Regions from separate parts of the Hordeum vulgare genome. Here region 1 is linked to region 2. A link is a contact called in public Hi-C data. All regions are on one chromosome and are shown on one strand. The core of a region is the stretch at or near the end of the contact, and the rest is flanking DNA. Distances in the headings are between cores, read along the strand shown. Region 1 overlaps LOC123443751 (DENN domain and WD repeat-containing protein SCD1). Region 2 overlaps LOC123443749 (protein ROOT HAIR DEFECTIVE 3).

Region 1 (7,289 bases), core at 2,308-4,807, 360 kb after region 2:
CTTGAAACCTAACAAACAATGTTCTTAGTCATCAAAGCAATTGCAATTCACCATGTTTATAGGAAGAGACTATGCAACAGCTTTTGTTTTAGCAAATTCCACATACTCAACCATCATACGATCTTTCATGATTGCTCACACTCAAAGCATACTTTTAGAACAACCCGTTTCAGCCAGCCACAGAGGAAGTATTTCACCTCCCAACTTATTTATCTCATGGATAATGTCAACAATAATAGCCCATGATCACCCATATCCAACTTGGTATATATGCATGGATCTTTTCCCGCTACATGATGCTTTCCAAGTGGAGAACAATTGAGGTCGGAAATAGAATGAATACTATTGACTCTTGCATAAAGTAAAGGCTAAACATTACAAGATGGCCCTTCACAGTGGGAAGAGGGGGTTTTCATACGCTTCTGATTTTTGGATGTGCAAGCTCTTGATGTAAAGAAACATAACTTTACATTGTCCCTTATGATAGCAACCTTTATTATGCAGTCTGTCACTTTTATTGTGTTACCATCACAAGTTCGTAAAAGTTTATTTTGCCTTACAATAAAATAATAAAATATCATACATATTTAGGAGCATTTTTTATTGCTTTGCATCGATGATAACTTAATTGAAGGATCTTATTCAATCCATAGGTAGGTATGATGGACTCTCATGGTAAGAAACTGGATTTAAGTTTTTTTGGATGCACAAGTAGTATCTCTACTTAGTACAAAGTTTTGGCTAGCAAAAGGTTATGAGCAAGCACCATATGTTAGAGGATCCATCACAATATAACTTCTATGTGAATATAAGCAACCATAAACCATTACGTTGTCTTCCTTATCCAACATCAACTACTTGATCTAGTTCGGAAATAATTAATAGGGGCTCACAATCATAGAAGATGTCCAATATAGTATATTTATATATCTTCCTTTATTATTCTTTCATGAATTGTCTAAATGACCAATGTTATTTTTAAATTCCAATATATTTTATTTCCTACACTATCATGTGAAGTTATACTCCATATGTGATAAGAATATGAAGTATATATAATTTTAAATTTCTGATATTCAATTCATCAAAAATTTACTCTTAGGATATAAGTGAAGCACAAAAGTAAACATCAAACTACTCCAAGAGATATGAGTGAAGAACAAAAGGTAGTTAAGTAAATTGGTAGCTATGTGAAGACTCTCTCCAAATAAAGATTTTCAGACCTAAATATTATATCAAATAGCAAACAAAACAAAACGTACACTCCAAGAATAGCACATCTCATGTGAACAAATAAAAACTTAGGCTGGACCGAGACTGACCGATAGTTGTTGACGAAGAGAGGTGGGATGCCTATCGGGGCATTCCCAAGCTTAGATGCTTTAGACTTCTTGTAATATTAACTTGGGGAGCCTTGTGCATCCCCAAGCTTGAGCTCTTATGTCTCTTCAATTGCTCGCATATCAATGTTTCCCCTAAATCTCAAAAACTTCATCCACACAATACTTAACAAGAAATCGTGAGATGGGTTAGTACACATAGGAATAGATCACCAAATCATGTATTATCAAGACAAGTTGCATCTTTTTTTTGAAACATTAGCTATTGTATACTATCATCTCCACAATTTATATCTATCAATATAGGCCATGAAAACTCTAGGATAAGCACATAACAAAACTATGACAACAATCTGTCTACACAGAACAATCTATAGTAATCGATTCCAAAAGTGTACTTCTGTAACTCAATAAATTCTGGAAAATTAGGGAGTAATAAAAAAATTGTATTAAAGTACTATATAAAAATTTCATAAACTTCAAACACTACAGCAAAAGTTTCTATTTCTGCACAACACACATCAAACATGCAATTCAAACATCTTAAAGGCAAGCCTTTGCAATTTTATTGAAAACATGTTTACAAATAACAAAAAAGAAAATCTCAACAAAATCAAATGATGCTCCAAGCAAAACTATGTGATGAATAAAAATATAGCTTCAAGTGAGGTATACTGATAGTGTTGAAGACGAAAAAGGGGATGCCTTTCATGGCATCCCAAAGCTTAGACGCTTGAGTCTTTCTTGAATATTAAATTGGGTTGCCTTGGGCATCCCCAAGCTTAGGGTATTGCCACTCCTTATTCTCCTCATATCGGTATCTCACCCAAATTTGAAAATTTCAATCACACAAAACTTAGGTACTATCAAGACAAGAATGATAATTGTTATAACAAAATTTCTACTGTATTCTATCATTCCCATAATTTATATCGCTCAATATAACCTATGGAAACACTAAAACAAGCAAACTATGCACGCAAAACAGAATCTATCAAAAACAGAACATTCTGTAAATATATGAATTAAAACCATACTTACCTGACTCTCAAAATTCTGAAAAACTAGGACAAAGTAGGAAATTTGTATCACAATACTGTGTAAAAAAACAAAATAATCATGCTCCGGCAGAGAGAGAAACTTCAAATACTGGGCATAGAGTTTATGTTTTTGCACATAATCAAATCAACAAGTATCCGCACTAACCCAAAGGCTTTACTTTGCACTTTATTGAAATAAAAGATATAAAACATGATTACTATAATATCTTAATCATGTAAACAATTGAAAATAGAAAGTATAAGTATTGGGTAGCCTCATGATAAACTCTTTTCTTTAAAGCCTTCTGGCTAGGCATTGATAATTTCAATGATGCTCTCCTAATAGTTAAGAATCGAAACATGGAGAGAGCATCATGAATCATATAACAAACACATTTAAGCCTAACTCACTTTCTATGCATAGGAAACTTGCAAAAACATAATTTATTGAAGAACAAAGTAACTAGCATAGGAAGGCAAAACAAGTGCAACTTCAAGAATTTCATCACATATAGAAAACTTAATATTATTGAAATATCTATATGTTCATCCCTCATAATAATTTTCAGTAGCTTCATGAACAAATTCAACCATATAGCTATCATACAAAGTAGTTTTTTAATGATCTACAAGCATAGAAATTTCATCACTATCTACATAAGCAAGTTTACCATTCATAATAGTGGGAGTATTGTATATGTCGGTGTCTAAACGAGACATCGGGTCGTTGTGCAAACAACCCTATTTGAGAGATCGGCCAAGGACTAAAGACAATGGGTTTCCTCGAGCATCATCATTGCCGGAGAAGATGAACTAAGAAGAGCACATAGGAAGTACCCAGGTTCATGCCACCATTGCGGTGTAATACCCTACTCTTGCCTGATGATATTATATGTCATAGTGTCGAGTTACAAGTTGTTTGTCCCTATGCTCGGCTATTGCTATTTATACTACCAAGCCTTCTTTGCTTTCAAGAAGAGGATCCTCCGGCACCCCGGTAGTCCATACTATGCTTCAAAGACCGACACCCCGATAGTCCATACTATGCTTCGAAGACCGTCTGGGTTGCTGAGTCATGATTAGCCAAAACGTACTTAGTCACATGTGATTGGCTACCATAGGACGCTCCTACAACAACGTAGGAATGGTGGAAGCCTTCTCGGATACTATTAATGACCCCGAGGGATGGCACGACTCTCCATGTCTTTCGACCAAAGGGTAGGTAGGTCATGTCCCATCATGACACCGACCTTGATGGCATTGGCACAACATTTAATGACATGTTGTATTGTCTTTTCATAACCCTCGTTGGTCAATAAGACCCTTTTCATGTGAGGTAATTTATGCAATGCAGACATGATAACGATGGCACAACTCTCCATGACTTTTGACCAAAGGGTAGGTAGCTATCATCTTTTTATACCCCCCCCCCCCCCCCCCCGCGCATTGGTTAATAAAACTGTTTTCATGTGAGGTGTTTTATGCAATGCAGACATGATAACTTGCGTACAAGCATCATTGTTACTTTTTAACTGACGATATATTACATGTAAATACCATGACAACATGCTTATATAGATAATTTATGTTGTTCACTCATTTCAATTCAAATAGTCCATATTGAAATATGCAAAACATTTTATATTTGTGGAAGGAAGGATTACCTGGCAGGCTAGGGGTCACCTAGACCCTAAACTTATAGACAAAATTTCACGAGGCATCAAAACAGCTTTTGAGATTACAGAATCGATGGACCAAATAGGGCTTCCGTCTTATTTCTACACGACGACTAAAAACAAAAAATGACATACAACATCACAGGGCAATTGGTATTTCTTTACATAAACATATATATCCTAGTAATGTGTTAAATACTTGTGGTAGCATCCCACAACCGAAGAAGTCCGTTCCGGCCACCACTGCATATTCTTTTCCTATCCAGGTCCGATGCTATACATCTCACCTGTCACAAGAAAAAACGAGGATTTAGAATAGCCGAGCATTTGTTCAACCATGAATGTTAATATAGCACCTTGGAAATTTTACAAACTTATAATGATGGTTACGAAAAAGTGATTTGATGACATGCCTAGGAACATCATATGCATATAGTATAACTATCTACAGTCATCTTGGGAACAATTGGTCCGTTACATTGATCGAACACATAGTTGTGCCAGGAACATCACGGAGCAGACGCCAAGCATGAATACCAATTGTTTCTCAAATGATGCATATGAACAAAATACAAATGTGGTACAAGCACCCTTGCAAAAAAAATAGGCACCTTTGCTTGTTATGTACAAATAAGCTAACGAAGGGGGGGGGGGGGGGCATCTACTACCTCTGTACCATAATATATGAAGGAAGGAATTAAACAAATCAATGAGATGTATTACCACTGCAGATGTTTTCTGGGGAGTTCTATAAAGCTGCCATCCTGCAACTTTTGATCCTGTATTTGAGAAACTTCCGAATCGTTCTTGTGGTCGATGGAAAAGAGACATAGAATTGTCAGCGGCACCAATTCCAAGCCAGTGATCACCGGCACTAATGGACAGAACCGATGCCGAGTGAAGCGTCAGATTCTTAACACATTTTATGCCTCCTACAATAAAAATGAATATCCTGAGTTCCATTCACCAGTTTTTGCCACATCAACATTATATTTATTTTTTCATATACAAGTGTTTGTTCATAAAATAATAATATAAATCTGAAACCATAAAATAATGAAATGAGGCTACCATCCAACAGATCAGTTAATGGTAAGAGGAGTGTCTCATAAATTATAAAGATTGAACATATAACTTGACATAGTAATCTATCTTTTCTTTTCTTCCTTGTTTGGTAAATTTTCATGTTGTTCTGGTATCCACATAGCCAATAAGTATGTGGGTTCCAGTACATATGCAGACATAGATACTCAAAAGTCCACAATACTCTGATTGGTGCTAACTGCTAATTGCAAAAACTACTAACATGTTATCTAAGTCAATGACACGTTGCATTGATGCTAAACGGCAAATTATTCATGCTAAATAACTTGTTCGGTTAATCATACAGTGCATAGGACTGCCACCGCTAATAACATGGAATTATTTCCAATTTTATGTAACTTTGCATCCATCATCACATGGATAATTACTGGAACAATGTGGATCAGTTATTAAGCAAACTCGTGCAGTAACACAGCTCAGTATCCTCTAGCGATAAATGCTATGTTTCCCTTTTGAACAAATAATGCAAGCACATTAACTTCCCTAAATAAGGTACAAAAAGGTGAATACAGAAAAACAGATGAAGCAATTTTCACAATCAATAAGGCATCACCTTCGTTTTCCCAAAAACGTATAAGCCCGTCAGAGGAACCTGGCATATTAATCAAGGATCAGATACATGTGACATGGAGAGAATTCTTTAATCACGAATACACACTTGATATGACTTCACAGACCACCCACCGAACTTTAAAAACAAGCAATGGGTCACATACCAGTGATAATTCCTTTATCCGAAGGTGAGTGTTCAACACAAAGTATGGGACCAGCATGGCATGCTAATACAGCATCACATGTTCCCCGTGTAAGAGACCACACCCTAGCTGTCCAATCATCACTCCCAGTTATTATCGTTTCCCCAGTCATCCTCATTGATCTAGAATCAACCAGAATTTGTGTCAGGTAAATTACTGGTCAAAATCGCCAGCTCAGGAGAATGTGAATGCTCAACAGTCCAACAGAGGCATTACCTTATCCACTTTGTATGCCCTTGAAGCTTGAACATCTGCTTACTTGAACGAATATCCCAGACATGCGCCACCCTGATGGAATGACCTTTCAGATTAGAATGGAACAAAAGTTGTTCAAGTAAATATTAGTTTACAGCATCAAAAACATTTCAAAGTTAAAAAGTACATACACATCTCTCCCAGCAGCTGCCAGAATTCCAGTCGAGTCATCGTATTCCATACAGAGAACTGCACTTTGACAACGACCCACAGTAGCAACACAAGTATCAGTCCGGACATCCCACATCTTCACCGTACCATCATGAGATGCAGTAAGAACACGTTCTCCTGAGAGCATCCGCACAGAACTGACCTATATCCGTGTCAATTGTGCATAAACATGCTTAGTAAGGGTTAGATATGGAGACAATGATATGTAAGCTACTACTATTGATGAAGAAGCTAACCGGTGCATCATGGCCCTTCAGTTCTTCCAGAAGCTTAAAAGCTTGCTTATCCCAGACTATGACAGACTGATCATCCCCTCCAGAAACTATTTTGCCACGATCTGAACTAATTGCTCGAACTGTCCTGCAAGAATTCAAGTGGACAGCAGTTAATCTAGACTGAATTTGAGTAGCCAAATCAGCAGGGCAAGTTAAAGACTCTGAATACTCTAAAATGCTGCTAGAAAGACAAAAGACCAATCAAAAGTACTTGAAGGTCTATGACTAGTCTGTTGATAGCCAGTACTGTGAACCCATCAGTACCACAAAACACCTTACAATACTTTACAATTAAATGTTACTGTTGTCCTATGATTCTCAACAACTTTATGGATGAGATCAAGAGCAACACTCCTCCCAGAACCAATGCATGAATATTCTTCTTTTGTCGTGCGAAAACAAGTGTAGAACTGATCCAATGCTTGGCCAAAAAAGGAAAAGGATAAAAAAGGCTATCATATTCCGTGGTTCATATAACAGAACTTTAGACAAAACGGAACTATGCTTGAAAGGGCAGATATAGGATACGAAACTATTACAAGCAACCCCATATCCATGCATTTGCAAGATGGTTCAAGTTGCGTTATGCAAAAGACTCTCCAAATAACATTAATAATGATGCATGCTTGAACATGTATACTGAGAAAAGTCAACTGTTTGCTTGAATTAGAGT
Region 2 (7,569 bases), core at 2,348-4,847:
TCCTGCTGGGAAATGGTACCGGCCAGACGAAGCTAGGAGTAATTCATAAATATGTATTCCCCTAAAACCACGATTGAATGGAGGGAGTAGTAAAAACTTGTTAGAAACATCAAAGGTTTGCTGTTATTTTTCTGGCTTTTAGGACAGCTTTGAGATACATACACTACTGATTGTCTGAGGTACTGCTCTTGCTAGAAGTATGAAATTGGTGATAGCATTTCAAATACTAACTGCAATACTACTACTCCTGGTAGTTGCTTTAGTAGCTAGTATTGAACACATACTTTAGTAGCTACTAGTATTGAACACATACTTTAGTAGCTACTAGTATTGAACACATACTTCTAAGTATAATATGGTTACACCTAACGAATGCTATTTCTTATCTTATTGTCACATCTGGATATAATCTGGCAGATGCTACCATTCAACAAGTGAACTGGGATCCCTCAAAAGTTAAGGATAAGCTTAAGCGTGACATCGAGGCTCATGTGGTGTCAGTTCGTGCTACAAAGCTATCTGAACTTTGTGCCACATATGAGGTTGCTTGAAGTTCCCAATTTCGTTTGTTTTGTCTAATCAAATGATCAGTGTAACTGGCAGTCTGTCACGAAAGGCACACCCATCTTCTTTTTTTAACTTCCGACCTATTGTTTCAGGGCAAACTTACCAAAGCTCTTGCAGAACCTGTTGAAGCTCTTCTAGATTCAGCCAGCGAAGACACCTGGCCAGCTATTAGAAAGCTTCTTCAGCGCGAGACAAAAGCCGCCGTTTCAGGTCTTGAATCTGCTATTTCAACTTTTGAGCTTGATGAAGCTACTGAGAAAGAATTGCTCCTGAGGCTGGAGAATCACGGAAGGAGTGTTGTTGAATCAAAGGCAAGAGAAGAAGCTGCAAGGATCTTGATCCGCATGAAGGACAGGTGAACGATGCTTCATATCTAACTCAGAGAAGGTGACATCTTCTGCATGGAACTAATTGTGGAAAAATTTACAGGTTCTCGACGTTATTCAGTCGTGATGCCGACTCGATGCCAAGAGTATGGACCGGAAAGGAAGACATCAAAGCAATTACTAAAACTGCTCGTTCAGCTGTATGTAAATGTTAATACTGTCTATTTGAAATAGAAGAACTCGTTTTGAGAACTGAAACTTGAGACTCCTCTGTTGCAGTCCATGAAGTTGCTGTCTACGATGGCTGCAATTCGGTTGGATGAAGATGGTGACAACATTGATACCACTCTTTCCCTTGCTCTAGTAGATGCTGCTAGGCCAGGGACTACAGATAGAAGTATTCAATCGCTTGATCCACTTGCCTCCAGTTCATGGGAAAGGGTTTGTGGGCAATGCGCCATATTTATTTATTTATGTTTGTGTGCTGAAGCAATACATTGTTCTTTTTTATGTAGACCAAGTTTTGCTACTTGCTAAATAGTTGTCATTATTATGACCAGGTTCCAGAGGAGAGAACTTTAATCTCCCCTGTCCAGTGCAAGTCTCTTTGGAGGCAATTTAAAGCTGAAACCGAGTATACCGTCACTCAAGCCATAGCTGCTCAGGTATCCTCACAAACAACATTTGAGCTATTCATTTTGGGCTGTGGAAATTATTGGGTTGTTTCCATGTCAAAGCTCTTCTGTTTATTACTTCTGGAGTTTTTTTTTAGTTGAGGTTGGTCTACATAGTTTTAAGTCTTGTGTACACTGTTACTAACCATTTACTGTTCCCCACCAAAGGAAGCAAACAAGAGGAACAACAACTGGCTGCCTCCTCCATGGGCGCTCGCTGCGATGGCTCTCCTTGGTTTCAACGAGTTTATGACATTACTGAGGTATTATTTTCTTCTGTCTGCAGAAACATGCATGAGTTTTGGTTAAGGCATCTACACATTTGATATAACTGGGAAATTCATTTGTTAAAACAGGAACCCGTTTTACCTGGCCGTCATTTTTGTAGTTTTCCTAGTCGGGAAAGCCATGTGGGTACAACTAGACATTGCCAACGAATTCCGAAATGGATTTGTGAGTATTAACCCGGGAATTCTGTCATGCTACTCTTTCCTGCGAGGAAATAACATCTGACCTATTATTATTATTTATTGCTTGAATGTTACACAGCTTCCAGCTCTCCTTTCGCTGTCGACAAAATTTGTTCCGACAATTATGAACATTCTGAAGAGACTAGCTGATGAGGGGGCAGCGCCGGCAGCCCCAGAGAGGCAGAGAGAGACGGAACTCCAACCAAGGAATAGTTCAAACAGCAACGTGACATCAGCAGGTTCCTCCAGCATAACCTCTTCAGAGAATGGACCTGAATATTCAAGCCCGGTAGCACAATGAGGAGGGGATCCCTAGCTTTTAGCTGAAAACTCTACCCAGTTGTAGCTGCAACGGTTTGAGCCTAGGAGATTGAAGTGCCTTGCGGTTTTTCTACGCTTGCCCTTCCCGAGCTGATGTATGAAAATTATGTGGAAGAGTCCACAGCTGTCATATATGGAATTTTGGGGCTGGGAATCGTTTGTAAGAAACGTTGTAGAATAACTTCCATTTCATCTTTTTTTTTTGGTAATGTCATATATGATGGTTGTATAGATGATTTGTGATTATTTTTGTTATATCCACCCAACCCATGAGGACAGGAAAAACAAAGCGGCCCATTTCTACACAGTATGGTATATGGTTGGTTCCATAGATTGTAATTTGTGCGTATCCAACTGTATATGTTTTGAACTCTGGATGTTTGCCTTTTGTGATATTTATGTTAATATCTGTCAGTAGCTACATTTGCATTTTGCATGATTATTATATGAGCTTCACATGATGATATGTTCAGTACGAAGTTCCTGTTCTTAGAGCTAGGTATGTAGAGCGGTGTAGGTTAGTTACTATTAATAATACAAGCAAGAGAAAGATATCTATTTTTTTCCTTTTTAAAAGAAGGATGCATGAAATCAAGAGAGAGATATTTTTCTTTTTATGAAGGCTAACAACAAAATTATGAAGAACTGAAAGAAATACACTTTGCATTGAAATTTTATCAAAAATTAAATACACTTTATATAAAGGAATGAATGGAAATTAATTCTTTTGATTAGATTTAGCTTAGTTTGAATTAATATTATGTTTGTACAGGCTTATTCGGGACGTATGTATACGTTCCTACTTAGAGCACACGTTTCGTCCAGAGCTTATAAACTGCGCAACTGTTGTACACATGAAACATCTCAAATTTGGTGTTCTTGGATTTTTAGGTCTTGTATATAATGGTGGGTGCTTATCAGCTTATGGCCAGGTGCTAAGGAAAAAGGAGCAGCGTTGCGTTGCGTTGCAAATAAAGTTGTCTTGCAATGCACGGGTGCTAGTGAGAGGTGCTTCAGGTTCTCTCTAGCGCTCACACACTCAGCTCCCTCGTCCTCATCACGCCATCCTCTCCTCACCTCATCGTCCTGATCACACACAAGTACACAACAAATCCTTAAAATCACGTCGGTGACGGCTCGACAACAACGTGGGTTTCGAAGCATAGCCTCGCCCCTTCCCCTGCTGCTCCGATGGTGCGGCTTCTTCCTTCATCTGGTCGGTGCTGCATCGCTGGTGGAGCAGCCACGGAGTCCTTGTCGCGCGGGGGGCTGCTGCGGCGCTCGAGGATGCATGCGACGTTGGGAAGGAGTTGGGCGGGGATGTGACTGCGGGCTGTTGTCGGGTGTGGGAGGGAAGGCAAGATGGGCGTGGCTGGAGCGAGGTCGTTGCCGGAGCCGGAGCCGGAGCTCTGCTGGAGCGAGGTTGACTTCGGTATTCTGTTTCCAGCTACTAGCTCTACTTGTGCATCTACCACATGGAGAAAGCTTCCCTTGCTGTTGTTGTTTCCCAAGGTGTCCTGGTTTCTATCTTGAGGTAATATCTATCATCGCTTGATGTTTAGTTTAGTGTTAGAAATTTAAAAATACAGATTTATAATCATCTAACTTGACATCATATACAAACACGGTCAGAAGAAAACGTATTCGGATGTATGGCGCCACTAGTTAGCGAGCCATGCGCTCCGTCGACTCATATTTGCACAAAACACCCTTCCATTTTTATCTGCGAAAAAGTGTCCACTGCAACACATTTTTACACCAAACGATCCCGCTTTTTTTTTATTTGCAAAAAATCTAACCAATGCACTGCAAATAGGTACACAGGGTCTCGAACCTGCGACCCACGTTTACTACAAAAGCCGATATAGCCAACACACCATTCACGTACCAATTTTGGTAAGATAGCAATTCACGGTGACACTTAGACATGAATTTTTTGTAAGGAAGACAGGTGTCGAGCACCAGACCTGCAAGGTACAAAACCACAACATGCAAGATATACAACATATACAAACACATGCAAGGTACAAAACAACAACATGCAAAGGGACAAGTAACTAACAATGTAAACAATTTAAGTACAATTACCATAAGGAGGCATATTAGATATAAGATGGAAATTCGATAATCCAAATGGCTTGGGTTGAGACAAGATGAATGATGTAGACCCCTTAATTCTTCATTATGTAGCCAAGTCTCCAATGTCCTCCACCATCACCTATTGATCAAGTTTGAGCTTGTTGGTCCCCAAACAAGTTGGGTCCTAAGAGGTTAGTCACAATAGGCTTGGCAACCCAAATGGTACTTTTTTTGACACCACTTTGAGTACCAGTAAACTTGGCAAACACAATGCCAACCTTATCCTTCTCAATAGAATAGATATCATCAATAATGATTGGGTTGGATAAATTACCTCTCGTGCAAGAAGAAGTGAAGTGACCCTTCTCACGACATAAGTAGCAACATCTACCATTTACCTTTTTTCCCAATTGATTTCTCAACTTGAGGAGTGTTGGCTTGGGTCTTCTTGGGAAGATGCCTTTCTTCAGCTTGTAGTTGAGTATGTGATTGAATTTGTGTCCGCTTCCCTTGTTGCTTGTGACTTTGGGGCTTGTTCTTTAAATGGAAGATCTAACATGGGCCCCTTCAATTTTGCACTTGAAGCAAACAATCTTGGCCGAGTTCTTGACTTGTTCTTGGCCCTTCTTCTTTAAGCTTTTGGACTTCTTCATCTTGTTGGAGTTGAATCCAAGTCCATCTTTGTCATTTGGGGATTTTTTCCCACACAATACATTGTTGAGTGTGGACATCCCTTCATGAATCTTTTCCAAGTCCACTTGAGCTAGATGATGACGATCTTAACTTCCTTAAGATGGACCACCTTTCTTGATTGCACTGGCTCGATGAAGACTTGTAAATTGCTCCCCCGTACTCCACTATGGGTGAGCCACTCTCCAGTACATCTTAACAAGTCCTTTGCCACCACAAAGGACGACAAGCTGCAAGCAAGATATCTTCGTGATGCTCCACTTGAACTTGCACACCGCAATCTTAATGACGATCACTTGACGTCATCCTTCATGGGTTGTATGAGATCTTCCTCTTGACTCAAGCCCATGGAAACACACCTAACCCCACACATAACTCTCACGAAGACCATGGATTAGTACACAAAAGCGTAATGGACAATGCTTACCATACCATGGGATCACTTGATCCCTCTCGGTACATCTTGTAAGCTTTGTGCGTTGATCAACTTGATTTACTCTTTAAATTAGTATTGATCAACCTTGTGTATTTATGACCATTCTTTGGATAATACCTTGAATACCACCTTGGTCATCATATAAATTCCTTGAAAGCAACAAATGGACTTCAAGAAGTGCCTATGGACAAATCCTTCGAATATAACTTAAGGCAACCATTAGTCCATAGGGATTGTCATCAATTACCAAAACCACATACGGAGAAATATGCTGTAACAATCTCCCCCATTTTGGTAATTGACGACAATCACTACAAGAGAGTTTATATAAAGAAATAAGCATAACCAAGCACACACATGCAAAGAAATAATGCATGGGTTCAAGATGCAAATGCTTAAGCAATAAAAGCAAAACTCTCTAAACATCTACAAACTAAACTCTCTAAGCTTCTCCCCCATTGGCTCGATTGCCAAAATGGACAAAAAATTTAGAAATCCAATATAATAGGTGGTCCTCTATAAAATGTGTACTTCTTGACAAAAGAGTGCAAAGAAATACAAATGCACAATGCTAATTAGTTGGAGAAAAACGAACTATATTGAGGACCTAAAGATTGCAAGAAGGATCGTATGGCACAAGGACATACAAAAGAGAGAAGCAAGCAAGAAATCAAAAGATACCAATTGGAACAAACAATCACACGGTCCTTCGATCCACGTGAATAAATGATATTATGATATGGGCAAAAGAGTGTTCTATCAAAACTAAAGAAGCTCCCCATGATTTGTGCACTAATAAGAATTTATTGTATTTGCAAGTGCACAAAATAGGATTGTTGCTCCCCCAAAATTAATAAAAACACACAGCAAGTGCAAGCAATTACATAAGACAATAAGCATATCACTTGCACAAAACATATGGTTGAGAAGCATGTAAAAGAGGCAACTTAAGAATAGGCTCAACCAAAATGATGTGTGTGAGTCATGGCAAAGCACTTGAGAGGACTAAGATAAGGATGATCATTACTCATCAACATAGTCTTGATGAAATGAGACACAGAGTGCAAGACATATCCTTACCACACACACTACTAGCAAATGTGTTCACAAGCTTACTAATAAACAAATTAAGAACCAACGGTTGTGACAACCCATGGTGAAGATAGGAAATGATAACCTTGTCAAGAGGAGGGAGACCAATCAAAGTGGCAAAACCCTCGTCAAGACAAGCATGCGGAGAAAAATAATTTCACCACCAATGAGTGCAGTGATATACAATCCGCAATCAAGACAAATCCATTCACGAAACTACCAAAAACTGAAAAATGAAATGCAATAGTGGACGTGAAAGAAAAGAGGATATCAATTAGAGATGTAATTTCTCTCATGTGTAAAGGATTCTAGGTAGAATACAATAATTATGATATATATCCACAAAGAAGGATGTACACACGAAATAGTTATAAGAAGGAACAAACAAGATATCCATAAGGAAGTCATAAATATACCAATAAGATCTTTACTTGGAAGCAAAGCACATGGCCTAATATTTTCTTATTATACATAAATGAACTTCCAATTCACGAACATCAAAGACATCGCAACTAGAAAAATACATCATCGTTGCGATGCTTTGAGAGAGGAAACAAGTACCACAAGAATGAATCAAGAAATTCATGCCACGATGCAACCTACGAAAGGTTGAATGCAAGAAATGTAAGCATGAAGTAGATACTTGTTACCGAGACAACATATGGATTGATGTAGTAGATAATGGTTCATCGATCATCCTAGCTTGGCTTCAATAAGCACATGGTGTCAACACCTTCCTTGTAGGTGAGCCAAGCATCCAATGCATCTCCAATTGTTCCTAGAACCACAACACAAACAAAATGGGCCCCAAACTCATTGGGAACAAAGAGTTAGAAAACCAACAATACATAGGACAAACTCCACATAAATATGTGCATATGGATATGAAATTAAATTTCATACACACTTTAGCC

Evidence for each region. Hi-C and Micro-C count contacts between places; a contact is called where the count stands out from the background.
Region 1: a contact with region 2 is called in a Hi-C map of leaf, with 6 times the contacts expected there. The contact joins two enhancer-like sites. A contact is called at or near these places in 6 of 6 Hi-C or Micro-C datasets (leaf, seedling and an unstated tissue).

The regions. Positions count from the first base shown.
Region 1 is chr3H:326,768,439-326,775,727 of MorexV3_pseudomolecules_assembly, forward strand. It overlaps LOC123443751 (DENN domain and WD repeat-containing protein SCD1), which reads right to left. Exons shown (of 31, transcript XM_045120274.1): 25 at 6,578-6,701; 26 at 6,302-6,483; 27 at 6,132-6,203; 28 at 5,877-6,037; 29 at 5,714-5,752; 30 at 4,780-4,988; 31 at 3,980-4,343. The coding sequence ends at 4,248. Among protein-coding and RNA genes, the nearest start is that of LOC123443751, 29 kb to the right of the region's middle. Within about 2 kb of position 3,558, at least 2 of the 3 cell types and tissues checked have open chromatin away from gene starts, as enhancers often do. A contact at or near this core is called in leaf, where this site is marked.
Region 2 is chr3H:326,403,499-326,411,067 of MorexV3_pseudomolecules_assembly, forward strand. It overlaps LOC123443749 (protein ROOT HAIR DEFECTIVE 3), which reads left to right. Exons shown (of 23, transcript XM_045120271.1): 16 at 418-542; 17 at 660-922; 18 at 997-1,093; 19 at 1,173-1,334; 20 at 1,454-1,558; 21 at 1,736-1,830; 22 at 1,924-2,020; 23 at 2,117-2,643. The coding sequence ends at 2,338. Among protein-coding and RNA genes, the nearest start is that of LOC123443749, 9.6 kb to the left of the region's middle. Within about 2 kb of position 3,598, at least 2 of the 3 cell types and tissues checked have open chromatin away from gene starts, as enhancers often do. A contact at or near this core is called in leaf, where this site is marked.